Regions from separate parts of the Rattus norvegicus genome. Here region 1 is linked to region 2. Evidence: chromatin contacts called from public Hi-C data. All regions are on one chromosome and are shown on one strand. Each heading gives the region's core, a stretch centred on a gene start, on an enhancer-like site or on the middle of the called end of the contact. The rest is flanking DNA. Distances are from core to core; before and after follow the strand shown.

Region 1 (3,200 bases), core at 296-2,795, 84 kb after region 2:
CCAGTAGAGGCAGTCTTGATCGTGCCATACAGTACAAATAAATCAGTAAACCAACTGATAGTTCCCAGGCCACTGTCGTCTCTTAATCTTTAACTGTGTCAAGGGAAGAATGTGAAAGTTACGCTAAACGCACTCTGGCTCCATTTTTCCCTAGGAGAGAATGTGGGTATCAGCCCACATCCATGTAACTTCCCTTTTCTTAGGGACTCCCTTCCTGATTTCTCCCATTTGTTATTAACATTTCTAGTACTAGTCAAGTCAGCCAAACCGCAACACCAGTCTCTTCCCTAAACTCCCTTTCCGCTAGCTTCACTTGGAATTCATTTGTCTTAAAATATTCTGATCCTTAAGCAAGGGCAGAATTGTCATTGGCCTTTTCCAAGTCTCCCCCATGTGGTTATTAGTGCCCAAACGCTAAAATACCAACCAAGCAGGCAGGAAATAACAGCTTATTCTGCTTTCAAACATGTAAAAAACGTTGGAATTTCTGTAGAGTTTTGGATTTTCTTTTAGGGGCAGTCTAAATAATGCCTTCCATCTACTGCTGGTGAGGGACGCTAAAAGTGGTTTCCCACACTTCAGTGTCAGCTTCTTTGGTGTGCGTAACGGGGCAGACCTACTGTGGTGAGTGGTAAGCCCTTCAATTAAGACTACCTAGAGATTCTTTCTCTCCTCCTGAGATAGAATGGTGGGCGGACTAAAGAGCTAAGGCTTAGGATGAAAGAGGATGAGACGTTTCCCAGCTAGGGTTCACGCCTAGCCAAGTTGGCCAAATAAGGTTCCCCAGCTAGCAGTTTCCGTAGCAGGCGGGTTCAGACGTCCTCGGGTCAAGAAGGCGGACCTGGGATAGGATCCGGCGATCACACCCTAGACCTGCCCAGCCCAGTCACGAATTTTCTTTCCAAGTTCTGCCCAGTCCATACGCCCTTCCTTTTTCCACTCATTGTCAAACGCCGCTGAAGCACAATCTGGCCAAAGCCCCAAAAAGTCCACCAGTTTCATAAAACTGGCGACCGCGACCGATCTAAGTGGCCTTTCATTCTAGACGCACCGACCTGTAACCCTAACAGGTTACACAACGGCAAATATTTCACGGAGGAGAAAATAAACGCTTCTCCGTAGCCCGGGAGCCAGCAAACAAAATAGCGCCGCTTTCCCGTGCAGGCGCACATTCTCCGCTCGCCAGAGCCTCCCAGGGGGCTGGCGCGCCCCAGGCCGAGGTGCTGCCCTTCGCCCCCCGCGGTCGGGCTCCGCGGGCGCCCCCTGGTGCGTCCGGCTCTCCCGAGCGCCGGTCCCGGAGAGTCCCGGCTCTGGACGCTGACCCGCGGCGCGCCGCCCTGCCCCGCACTTCTCACACCTCCGCGCGCACCGGGAGCACCTGAGGAGCCGCGGCTCTGAGGAAACGCGCACCCCGTCCTCCTCCCGTCCTGCGCCCCTCCACGCGCCGCACCCCGTCACCCGTTTCTCCCATCGCGGAGGAGGACGTGCTCCGCCGCCGCCCGCGGTCACTCACCTCCGGACCCGCGCGGCGCACCCTCCGCCTCAGACCAGCGCTGACAAGTGGCTCGCGGTGCCTGCGCCGTCCCTCTCAAGCCGGTGGGGAACTTCCGCCTCCGCGCTCGACCCGCCCCGCGCCCAAGGCTGGGCACGCCCCTTCTCTGATGGCCACACCCCCTGGTCCGGGCTGGGCGGGGCCGCACTGCTGCTGGCTTTGAAGGCAATGGAGTCTCCGGGTTGTACGCGGGGACTTGCTGGGGCCGGCTGTAGCCGCCTCAAAAACAATTCCCCGAGTGGAGTTTCGGTGGGCGTAGTCTCCGGGGTGTAGTCTTGGAGTGGTACCCGGCAAAGATCTAGCCTTCCGCTTCTCTGTTTTGTATTTAGGCGCTTTTCACTCCCGCAGAAACTTGAATTGACCCGCAGTTGGTCTGGCTAAAAATAGAAAAGGGCTTTAGCTAAATCTCTGTCTGTCGGAGCGAGTTCAGCGACTACCGCCTGCTTTTGTGAAAGACCTCTGTATACTCTCGAGAAGTGCAAACTCTGAAGTTTGCTTGTCAGGAAGGTGAAAATCGCTAACCCTAATATGCAGAAGTTAAATCTGTCGTCAAGCTAAAAGACAGCCACACAAAGCAGTAGGCAAAGTGATTCAGCCACCGATCCTCGGCTTACTTTTCTAATTCCAAATCAACAGCACGTTTACCTACTTCTGTAAAGTTGTTTGATTTTGCCCAAAGAATTTTTATTCACAAGCAAACTTTGGTAAAGTTTAGTGAACATTCCAAAAGAAACGTGCAGTTTTCTCTAACTCTTTGAATTGGCTTTTAAAATACTAAAAGCACAAGTGTTAACCAAGTGGCGTAGCAAACAAAAATAAACCTCAACAGAGGTCCCTCTAGAGGTACAAAGTCTGCCCTAGAGGTGCAAGCAAAATTCTAGAGTAGGTCCAAAGCTGTTGAAATAGTAGCCACTGGCCAGGAGTGACTATTTATCATTGGAAATGTTGATACTGAGATTTTTTTTTGGTTCTTTTTTTTCAGAGCTGGGGACCGAACCCAGGAGATTTTTTTTTTAGAGTTAAAATTTAGCTCACTGTAAAAACCTTTTATATTATCCTTATGAATCTAAATTTATACATATGAATAGGATAGGATTTCTAATAACTATAAGTTTCATTAGGACTACATTTCACTGTACTGTGGCCAACTTGACATAAATGTACCGGGTTTTTTTAAACTTTGTGAATTTAAAAAATAAGTATGTTGATTACATGTTGATATTATCTGCTTATTTACAACATTGTTAAAATTTATTTTCCTGTTTTAATGTATATACTAGGATGTGACTTGCCTATTTTGTTGGACAGTTTTTGATTGTACTACATTCTAAAAAGGAAACTAGTTTGCAGGGAAGATTTTTCCAGTGTGAGGTAGGTTTAGTGTGTTTTAGGGTTATGTTTCACAGCTCATCCAAAAGGAAACTGTTAAAAATGGCTACATGGAAACAAGTACCCCATGCAAATCAAATAGTAAGCCTTAACAATTGCCTCCATGAGATGGATGACAACCTTATTTACAATGTTTAAAAAATTTAAAGTTGCAACAGATTCTATAACATGTGATACACAATGCCACTTGTGACAAGCCAGTCGCTGGTGTAACCTTATAAGAGTTCATCTCTTCACCTCCTCCTCTGCTTGGTTGCTG
Region 2 (3,013 bases), core at 102-2,601:
TTATAAGCCAAATGAAACAGCTGATATACCACGGAGTGCAATAAAAGTCAGCTTCCTTGTTTTAAACACTAAGCACAAAATGACCAATACAATTATTTAATTCCCAGAAAAGTTTTCTTATATGCCAACATATTCTTATAGTTCTTATATCCTTAGTATCATGTGACATCTGAGTATTTATTGAAGTTCAAATTTTCAGCAGAGGTTTGAAATGTTCTGTTAAAATGGTTCTATTAATATGCTTTACTTTGCCTTTCAAGTAAATAAAGTTTCTTTTTTTACCCCTAAAATCCATCTCAAAACAATTTTCATTTTGGTGCTGTATGAGAAAATGCTTACAGTGTTAGTGATGTACCTAAAATACACCAATATTATTAGCAACACTTTAGGAAAGCTTCCATTTAAATGATACTTATTTTGTCTCTTTTGAGTACCCCTTCCCTAAATATACAATGAATGTGGTTTTTATAATAAGAAAAACTTTCTCAAAGTTTATTTCATAGTAAACTATCTTGTAAAAATGGAAATAAAGCCTTCTATTATGAAATATATGTGGAAAAAAATGAAGGCCCAAGTTATCCATCATCTCAAGTCTTAAAATATTTAAAATACTATAAATTCCCATACACACATATTTGAAAGGCTGCTTGTTATTTAGGAATAATTCTCAAGAGCAGAGCTGAGGATAAGGCTTGGGAAACATCATTTAAAATAAATATTTAAAGAATGAACAGATCTTTGCAATGTCTGAAATGTTTACTTAAGTTTCCAGGAGTAGTAGATAAAATTAAGGGAAAGAATTATTTTAATATTTAATCATAAAACTTTATAATGTATAATCTAAAAAAAATTTGCTATACAAATTATCTTTCTTGACTCACTAGTGCTCTCTTAAACTTTGTTTAATAAAATACCAAGGATATTTATATGAAGCATAATATAACCACGTTTAGAGAAGTAGATTCTATTTCCTTTATCAAGTATATCTATGAATATATGTATTCAGTATTGTCTGTGGAGAAAGCCCTAACATATGAATATGAAAAATTATTTGCCAAACTTAAATTTGTTATAATTATTTTCCTTAAGTTTAACAGGCAGTAAGCATTTTCTCTTTTAGCACTGTCACAGATTACCTGGAAAGGAGTAAATTTAAGACGTTTAAACAAATGAATATTTAGGAACTGTAGTATAAGGACTAAGAAGCAAACCATAAAATACTGCCTCTCCCTTTGGACAGCAGGGACCGTGAGTCCCTCCTGCTCAGGGTGAGTTTCCAGTCTGCTGAGAGCCTGGCAATGGCCTGGTGCCATGGCCCAACAATTGGCTTATTGTTGTCTCTTCTTAGTAGGAAGCCCTGACAAGCGTAAGCTGCATGGTGAGACAGCACTGCCTGAGCTCAGCTATCCCCAGCACAGGGAGTGCAAAGGACAAAGCTGTCCCTGTGGCCACAACAGGCTTTTGAAAGTTGCCTGTTTTCTTTTTAATAAAAGCAGTATCTGAAAGAGAAACCCCTGAACGGATATAACCAGTTTCAGGGCTTCCAGCTTAAGAGCTGAAAGGACTTTAGCTATAAGAGACCTATGAAAATCTAGAACTGTGATGTTCTAGTTAGAATGAAGACTATAAAACAATGATCCTAAACTAGACATCATTCAGTCATGAATTAGATTCAAAAGAATCATGTAAAACGCAACTCTGTCAATGGCTGATATTTAAACCATGGGTTTACATGGTGCATTTTCCAACAGTGCTCTACAAAACCAAGTAGCTTTTATTTTAAAAAGGAGCCCGGAAACTTCCATGATAATGTTTAAGAACAAGGAATCAGGCAACAGAACTATTTGGATAAAAATTAATTTACATTATTTTTGGTTAGCTGTGTGTCTCCTTCAACCCCGTTTAGCACTTAACTCATAAACAGCCACACAGAAAGGAGGTGGGATCCGGTTCATCTTTTATGAAGTTAGCTCTAAATTTCCCACAGCATAGCCATCTTTAGACCTCCTGACCTTAGGACCTATAAACACTAAGGCACACCATTAATCACTGTAATTACGGAGATGTCAATTTATAATAACAAAGCAAGTCCAAACTTGAAAGAAAGCAAACATGCAAGGGTGCAAATGGATGCCTCTTACAGAGCCCCCTGTACTTCCCTGCCCTCACACCCTGAGCACTGAACACTTGTGGTCATGCTTCCCAGGCCTCTTCTAAATTACTTGAGAATATCTCCTATAAATAAAAGCACAACGTAGTTATGTATCAAACACAAAAACCCTCAATTTGTCAAACTCTCTCCTCACATGTGCTGTGCTAATGCTTTCACTCCCTCTCCACATCTTTCTTGACTACAGTAAGTAAAACACATTGCTCAGTCCTAGGAGCACAAATGTGGATGGAATATCTATGCACAGACAAAAAAGGAGGGAGCAAGTACATGGCAACTGCTCTGGCCATATATCTAGGGCCCTGTCCTGGTGCCTGCACATAGCTGGAAATCGGGCGTGGCTCTGAGCTAGCAAGGACAGGAAGCTATCTCCCAGTAACTGCTTCTATTGAGATCACTTGCTGCACTTTTCCTTGTGAAGTGATGATAGCAGTTGATAAAGATTTGAGGTCAATTTTAACCAACCAGTTATAAGTCAAGCTAAAGAGCTGATGGGTGGGTGGATGGACGGACAGATGGATGGATGGATGGATGGATGGATGGATGGATGGATGGATGGATGGATGGAAGGATGGACGGATGGGTGGATAGATGGATGGATGGATGGGAGAAAGGTAAGGAGAAGGGAAGGAGGAAGTTAATTCAGCTAAGCTCTCAAACCTAATGGTTTTCTTATTTTACCAAGATAGAAAGAAGCCAAGGTTAGTAGTTAGCAGGCTAAATTTTAAAAGGCTAAGTATGAATATTAAAGTCAGCATTACTATGAGCTCAAGAGTGAATTAAGGATCTTTGACACACTATAGTACTCAAATTTTCAGAAAGAAAGCCTAGCTATATATATCA

The links. Hi-C and Micro-C count contacts between places; a contact is called where the count stands out from the background.
Region 1: a contact with region 2 is called in a Hi-C map of Schwann cells, with 3 times the contacts expected there. The contact joins the promoter of Pdlim5 here to the enhancer-like site in region 2. A contact is called at or near these places in 4 of 12 Hi-C or Micro-C datasets (the Rat2 cell line, Schwann cells, liver and 1 more) and 1 of 1 datasets of contacts at active chromatin or transcription factors (oligodendrocytes).

What each region holds. Positions count from the first base shown.
Region 1 is chr2:233,791,931-233,795,130 of GRCr8, forward strand. It overlaps Pdlim5 (PDZ and LIM domain 5), which reads right to left and starts at 1,546. Exons shown (of 13, transcript NM_053326.1): 1 at 1,514-1,546.
Region 2 is chr2:233,707,655-233,710,667 of GRCr8, forward strand. The region is part of intron 3 of Pdlim5 (PDZ and LIM domain 5); the gene reads right to left. Among named protein-coding and RNA genes, the nearest start is that of Pdlim5, 84 kb to the right of the region's middle. Within about 2 kb of position 1,352, at least 53 of the 93 cell types and tissues checked have an H3K27ac peak or open chromatin away from gene starts, as enhancers often do. A contact at or near this core is called in Schwann cells, where this site is marked.